2 separate regions of the Sus scrofa genome follow, and region 2 is linked to region 1. A link is a contact called in public HiChIP or PLAC-seq data. All regions are on one chromosome and are shown on one strand. The core of a region is the stretch at or near the end of the contact, and the rest is flanking DNA. Distances in the headings are between cores, read along the strand shown. Region 1 has its middle 17 kb from the start of ADRB2. Region 2 has its middle 99 kb from the start of SH3TC2.

Region 1 (3,394 bases), core at 494-2,993:
AGCCCCCGCGTCCACAGAAGGGCCTCAGCGGCAGCCACAGACATAGGGAGGTGGTGGGAAATCCTTGTAGCTGCTTTCCTCAGCCTCTGCGTAAACCTAGATTTAGATTTGGGTAAACCTTCCATTGCTAAAAAGATATTCCAACCCTCCCACAATGTGAACGGGGAGACAGATCCACAGTGAGAAAAGTGAGAGGAGATATCACAATGATAGTGAGAGAAACGGGTCAGAAGCCAAGGCTTTCGAGTCTCATCTCCTACAGCTTTGTGTTCTTATGTGTTCGTTGAGACTGAACAGAAGAGGAGCAGGTCTGCGGGCCAAGCTCAAATTTCAGTGGCTGAAGTTGAAAGGAGATGTTCCTAGGAAAAAAATACTAGACTTGCAAAGACCAAAAAGGAGAAAAAAAATCAGAGTGACATAATGATAGAAGAGAGTAGGCAGCGGAGGAAAGTTAAGCCTAAATATTTTTGAGCATGAATTGCACCATAAAGTGGAAACTTACGAAACTGAATGGCAGGGATTAAGAAAATATTAGCTGGAGCAACCCACAAATACGTTTTGATTACCCACTGTGGACCTGACACTTTTTGAAGCTGATTCAGTGATGAATAAATCAGCTCCAGTTCCTGCCCTCAGTGAAGTTGCCGTCTGGTATACAGTTGGCAGTTTGCACACAACAAGACCATGCATTTATTTATACAAACTCTCATTTGACATGCCCTTGTAAGGTATCAATAATTTGCAAAGTGCAACAAAGCCTGCCGGGCCCTGTTTGGCATAAAAAAGATGTTGGCCTCGGCCTCTATAAAGAATGAAACTAGCCCTCAAGGGCAGCTGATGAGGGGGAGAGACCTCAGGCACTGCTTCCTGGTTATGGTTATGGGAAAGTGGAGGAGAGGCTGGATAAACAGCAGCCAGGGGAGCAAAGTAGAGTGTTGCTAAGATAAAAGGAAAAGGCGGGGAACAGAGCTCTTGGTTGGCAGTGGAGCTGACTGCTGATGGGCTAAGTGGTTGAAGGAGCCAGTGGGTGACCATGCAGCTCAGAGGAGGCAGTACAGATTCTCAGACCTGTGGAATCTGAGAACTGTCCAGCTCACCGCACAGAGGAGGAGCCTGGGGCCCGACAACACAGCAAGTTAGAGCCATGCTGAGGGCAGAACCCAGGATTTTTCTTACTGCTCCATCCTGCCCCGCTAAAGAAGTATCAGTGCTTAAATGCGGGATGTTTTGGAGGTACATAGACCGGGATCTGCATCCTAGTTCTGCCACATGCTGCTGGCTTTATGCTCTTGGGGAGCTTTTTCCTTAGCCTTGATCCCTCCATCTGTACAGTGGTATCGTGGTGGCTTATCTCCGACACGCTCGTCAGTGACGCCTTTCCGCCTGTGTGCGCAGGCCATCGCCCCTGCAAAGATGTGCTTTATTCTTCACCCCCTTGAATCTGGTCTGACTTGTGGCTGCTGTGACCAGTGGATTCAACAGAAGTGACCCGCTGGCGTTTGGGGGGCTAGTCTCTATGAAGACTGGCGATTTCTGCTTGTCTCTCACGAATGACTTTGCTGGAATGACTTCCGCCATATAACTATCCAGAGACCTCGTGGGAAGATCGGGGCCTGGGAAATGTAAACAGCAAATGATAGCTTTTCCTTTTAATAAACTAAAAGCAAACAGGTCCCAAGTACCCCCATCAGTCTCTTATGGGACGTGTCCCCCTACTGGATGCTTTTGCAGACTGCACAGGACAAATCCCACTTTTCCTCCAGCCGTCCTTGCGGCATGCTCCCAGTACACCGGCCTTCTCAGTGCTCCGTGTGACAGGTATTTGCACGCCCTGTTCTCGAGGCCTTGCCTCCTTGCTGACATCGTTAGTGCCTCCTCATCTCTTAGCTCTCGGTGAATCATCATCCTCTGGACGTTGAGGCCCCCCCCCGGGACACCCCCCTCCACCCAGAACCCACTTCCCTCTTTCCTATTGCTCATCTCGGTGTTGCAGCTTTGCATTTGTCTGTGAGGCTTTTCAGTCAGTATCTTTCCAGAAGACTCTCTTAGGGGAAGTACAACATCTTTTTGCTTTTGCTTATCACTCTGGCGCCCCAAACTAGGACCTGCTGGAACTATAGACGCTCAATAAATACTTTTGGCCTGCAAGCCAGCCCACTCCTGATCCTTTTGTGTCATATCTTCTTCGGACTATGCATCCCCAGTCCCTTCAAGGTGTAGGGCTCCTTTCTGACTCTTCTCTTTCCTCCTTCTTTTGGCCTCAAGTCCAGGTTGTTTGGCCCACATGCTCTTTCCTCCCTGCCACCTTCTCAGCTCTGACCTCAAGGCCTGTAATCAGTGGCTTGTTTAGTCTTTTTGCTATTTTGGGAGGAGGCGTCTTCTAATATTAAGCGGTTCCTCCTCCACAGTTGTGTGTTATCAAACAAGGCACTTCCTTCCTCAGACTTGAACAGTGAGTCCCTAGGGCTGCAGGCAGAACTGCAACACGGGCACCCCTCCTGCATGCCCAGCCCCTCTCTATATCAGTTCTCCCAACACCACACCCCCTCCTCTCTTCTCCAGCTTCCCTCTCTGCTGCCCCAGTTAGGGTGCTAATCATCCCTCACCTGAAATACTGTCTTTTCACAGCCTCTGGTCTCTCTCCATGCCAATCTCTCCTTCACATCAGCTGTCTCAGAAATTTCCTCGGGAGTTTTCTGCTCCTGTTACTTCCTGGCCTAAGACCTCTGTGAACTCACTCCTACCCTCTTTGCCTTTAGCAGAGGTGGCAGGTTGCTGGCCACGGGCCACCTGTGGCCCACGTATGTCTTTGGTTTGTCTTAGAGAGTTAGAACAGTAATTACGCACTAACATTTAAAAATTGGGGGACTTTCATGTATCTGTATGCTCAGCTTCTCTTGCTGTGTACTCACACTGGAAAAGTGGGGGAGTGGGTTGGAGGTCTGCCATCCTTGGGGTGTGTGGTCTTGAGTTTGCTGCAGCCTCCAGCGCTCTCCAGCATCCCCGTCCTTCAGACCAGTATTCAGCTGCCATGTGCGACTGCACTTGCAGTGGTGCATCTCGGGTGTTTTCACGTGATATCCTACTTCCCTGGTTTCTGTAGGCCCTTGAATTACCACCTGGTCCTGGCTTGTAAGAATTCTTTATTTCAGAGTCTGTTAAGAAGTTGAAAAGGAGGAAAAGGAAAAGAGTAAAGAACATTGTCACCAGTCAGACTCTAGTAGTCTGGTAACATTTGTCATTTACAGAGAAATCTTAATTTTGTGTATGTGGGGTGAAATTATGGTTACTTTTATTTTCTTCTATGTGCTTTCCGAAAGTTCCCAGACTTTCTATACTAAACATGCATCCTTCTTGCAAAGCTAGTATTAGGTAAAGGACATACCTGCAGACC
Region 2 (3,778 bases), core at 216-2,715, 130 kb before region 1:
TCTGCCCTTCAAGGGCTGTTCATCCTTGGCCTGCTCACCACCCATCTCTGGGCCCCAGCTCCCTCTAGAAAATGAGAGGCTGGATTAGACATGATTTCCTAAATCCTGTGACTGATTATTACAACATGAAAAACGTGAAGTCACGTAAGAGACAGTTGTGCAGAATTTAATTCCCCTTTAATCCTCCTGGCTAAGGAAAGGAGAACATCCCCCAGGAGTGTTAATGGGTGTTTAGCATCCTTTAAGCACTTTCTGACTTCTACACAGTGAGAGCTGGCTTCGGGCCAGAGTCTTCCTGAGGCTGTGGACGTACGTCCAGGTGAGAAGTTAATCATGTTGGCTTATTTTTCATTTGCTTATTTTTATGGTTGCCTTTTTTTAAATGACAGTTTGATCCTGGTTTTCCATTTACGACAGTAATGTAGTTTTCTCCTACAATGAAAGCGTTTACGCAGATGAGAACATTTGAAGGCGCCTACAATGTAGTATTGGAATATAGCAAAAGCCATGGTACTTCAGTGGCTGCACTCGGGAAAACGCTGTGGCTTAGATGACTCTTGGTGCCTTTCCAGCTCTGTGGGCCCGTGGATGTGAATGCTGTGATTTCAGGCCAGAGCATAATGTGTCTCCAGCTGTCTTAAATGTAAGCTTTGTGTGCACAATAAGTGTATGTGGCTTTTGGCCACTGTATCCAAAGCATCTGGTTCAGTGGGTGGCCCATGGTCGAATTTCACTAAATGATTCTCAAGGAACAAAGGCATGACTCAGGTGGAAAACAGTGCATTGTGACGTCTTTTTATGTTTAGGGGCAAGAAGGGACCCCCTGCATTTCAGACCCGTGGAGTAGTGAAGTCACAGGTGGCTGCTCATGCGCGTGCGCACACAGACAAACAAGCTTTGTGCTTTGAATGTTAAACTAAGTTGAATTTTTGTGATATTGACATTTGCAGAACACATATAATACTATTTTTGTTTTTAGTTTTTAAAATAATGTGGCTCTTGACATCTTAGATCTTCTTGGAGAAAGGCAAGGTTTAAATAATGAATGAGTGAACCAGGAAAGAGGTATTTTATTTTGAGTTTTCCTGGTTTTTAAATCCCATTGGCTCTCTGCTTGGAGTATTTTTAAACTGACTGGCTGTTTAGTTCAAATTATGCTTTAAAAAAGTTTTGGCGCGGGCTCTAGACCTAATGTTTTGCTGGGTTGGCGTTTGGGCGTGTCACCAAGCTGCTTTGGCTGGGTGGCAGTTAAACACAGCCAAACAGCTGATCCTGCCGGGAGAGTTAGTGATGAGAAGATTCTACAGAAACCATGCCTTGGCCTGGATCCCTGCCCAGCAGGAGCATCTCACAGGGTCCAAAGGAGACCACCGGTTTCAGGGGAGCCATCAGTCACCCTCGTCCAGCTCTGTTTTCTCTTCCCTTCTCCCCTCGGAGCTGTGGATGGCTCTGGCTTCCAGTTGTTGGGAACTGCTGCCTCTGCAACCAGTTAGGGGGACAGAGAGCAGAGACTGGGCTTTCTCGGTAGCCTCACCTCATGTTTCCAGTGAAGCCTGGTCCCCGGATGAGGTGATGTAAGAGGACCAGAGACCAACTTTCAGGTGGAGCCATCCTACTCCCTCAGCCCATTTGGTTTCGTTTGTTAGTTCTTCTGAGGGCGGAAACATCAGGCATGAGGTCAATGGAAGCAGAAGTGTTTGCCTGGTCGTAAAAACTTTCCGGTTACATAAGCAGCACCATAGCTATTGCAGAAAGAGCACGTGGTGTACCCCCCAGTGTGAATAAAACATAGCTCCTGTGTCCCCCCCATCGGATTCACTCCATAAATACTAGTGTTTAACTCTTTCCACAGTAACTGGCTCCTAGTAGGTCTCAGTAGGTGTTTGTTGAATGAACAAATGATGGCACTGGCGGCTTTAGAGAGAGGAAACTAGAGGTGTCCAGGCTGAGGATGTGTATGACCAAATTAGGGTACTGATACTCCCAGCAAATGTTACAATATAAACGGAACTGAGCTCAGAGATAGTGATTTATTTTTGTTGTTGTTATGACTATGCAATTAAAAATTTTTCATTGAAGCATCACTGATTTATAGTTAATTTTTACTGTACAGAAAAGTGATTCAGTTAGACATGTATATACATTCTTTCTTTAATATTCTTTTCCATTACAGTTTGTAACAGGATACTAGATATAATTCCCTGTGCTATACAGTAGGACTTTGTTGTTATCCAGTCTGCATATAATAGTTTTCATCTGCTAACCCCAGACTCCCAGCCCATCCCTCCCGCACCTGCTCTCCCTGCTGGCAACCACAAGTCTGTTCTCTGTGTCTGTGAGTCCATTTCTGTTTCACAGATAAAGTTCATCTGTGTTATATTTTAGATTCCATTGACAAGTGATATCATATGGCATTTGCCTTTTTCTGAGTTACTTTATTTAGTGTGATAATCTTTAGGTCCATCCATGTTGCTGCAAATGACACGATTTCATTCTTTTTTATGGCCGAGTACTGTTCCATTGTGGACATGAACCACGTCTTCTTAATCCATTAATCCCTTGTTGGGTATTTAGGTTGTTTTCATGTCTCGGCTATTGCGGATAGTGCTGCTATGAATGTAGGGTGCGTGTATCATTTCAAATTATAGTTTCATCTGCATAAATGCCCAGGAGTGGGGTAGGGCAGCTCTATATTTCGTTTTCTGAGGAACCTCCACCTGTTTTCCATAGTGGCTGCACCAGCTTACATTCCCACCGACAGTGTGGGAGGGTTCCCTTTTCTCCTCACCCTCTCCAGCGTTTGTTATTTGTAGACTTCCATACGATGGCCTCACTGACTGGTGTGAAGTGGTACCTCACTGTAGTTTTGATTTGCATTTCTCTGATGATTAGTGATACTGAGCATCTTTTCTTGTGCCGGTTAGTCATCTCTGTGTCTTCTTTGGAGAAATGTCTGTTTAGTTCTACCTATTTTTCAATTGGGTTGTTTGCTTTTTGGTGTTGAGTTGTATGAGCTATTTGTATATTTTGAAGATTTCAGCCCTTGTCAGTTGTTCAATTGCAAATATTTGTTTCCATTCCACGGGTTGTCTTTTCATTCTATTTATGGCTTCCTTTGCCAGGCAAAAGCTTGTAAGTTTGATTGGGTCCCACTTGTTTATTTTTGCTTTTATTTCTGTTGCCGTGGAAGACTGACCCAGGACAACATTGTGCAGTGTGTGTCAGAGGATGTTTTGCTCGTGTCCTCTTCTAGGAGTTTTATGTAGTTATGTCTTATGTTTAGTCTTAAAGTAACTTTGAGTTTATTTTTGTGCATGGTGTGAGGGTATGTTCTAACTCCATCGACTTGTAAGTGACTGTTCGGCTTTCCCAGCACCATCTGCTGAAGAGACCAGAGCTAGTGCTTCATACTGGCCGGCCGGCCGCCCCGTGGGCGTTCTGCAGGAAGGCGGCTTTCATGGGCCGGACAGCCCGGGGTGGCCTTCCATGTACTCGACCCTTTGTGTGCCTGACGTGGACGTCCGCATGTGCCTCGCATTCAGCCACCAAGCTTTCAGACGCGAGAGTGTAGCAGCAGCCCTTTGGGGGCAGTACGGGGGGCAGTGAAGCCGTGGGCATCCTCTCTCTAGGGCAGGCTTTAGAGCTTTGACGAGTGGTATGAAGATCCGAGGAGCCTGCTCCTGAGCGGAGCTTTCAGGAGGAGGTGAGCTCTCGCAGTCATGGCGATGGTTTCCGTGTCTCCTCTCTGACCGAACGGTGTGAAGACACGACGCTGCCA

The links. HiChIP or PLAC-seq counts read pairs in DNA pulled down with a chosen protein or histone mark.
Region 2: a contact with region 1 is called in an H3K27ac HiChIP or PLAC-seq map of alveolar macrophages. The contact joins two enhancer-like sites. A contact is called at or near these places in 1 of 5 promoter capture datasets (liver), 4 of 47 Hi-C or Micro-C datasets (alveolar macrophages, embryonic fibroblasts and skeletal muscle) and 2 of 2 datasets of contacts at active chromatin or transcription factors (alveolar macrophages and skeletal muscle).

What each region holds. Positions count from the first base shown.
Region 1 is chr2:150,015,255-150,018,648 of Sscrofa11.1, reverse strand. No RefSeq gene overlaps it. Among named protein-coding and RNA genes, the nearest start is that of ADRB2, 17 kb to the left of the region's middle. Within about 2 kb of position 1,743, at least 12 of the 83 cell types and tissues checked have an H3K27ac peak or open chromatin away from gene starts, as enhancers often do. A contact at or near this core is called in alveolar macrophages and liver, where this site is marked.
Region 2 is chr2:150,146,643-150,150,420 of Sscrofa11.1, reverse strand. No RefSeq gene overlaps it. Among named protein-coding and RNA genes, the nearest start is that of SH3TC2, 99 kb to the left of the region's middle. Within about 2 kb of position 1,465, at least 18 of the 83 cell types and tissues checked have an H3K27ac peak or open chromatin away from gene starts, as enhancers often do. A contact at or near this core is called in alveolar macrophages and liver, where this site is marked.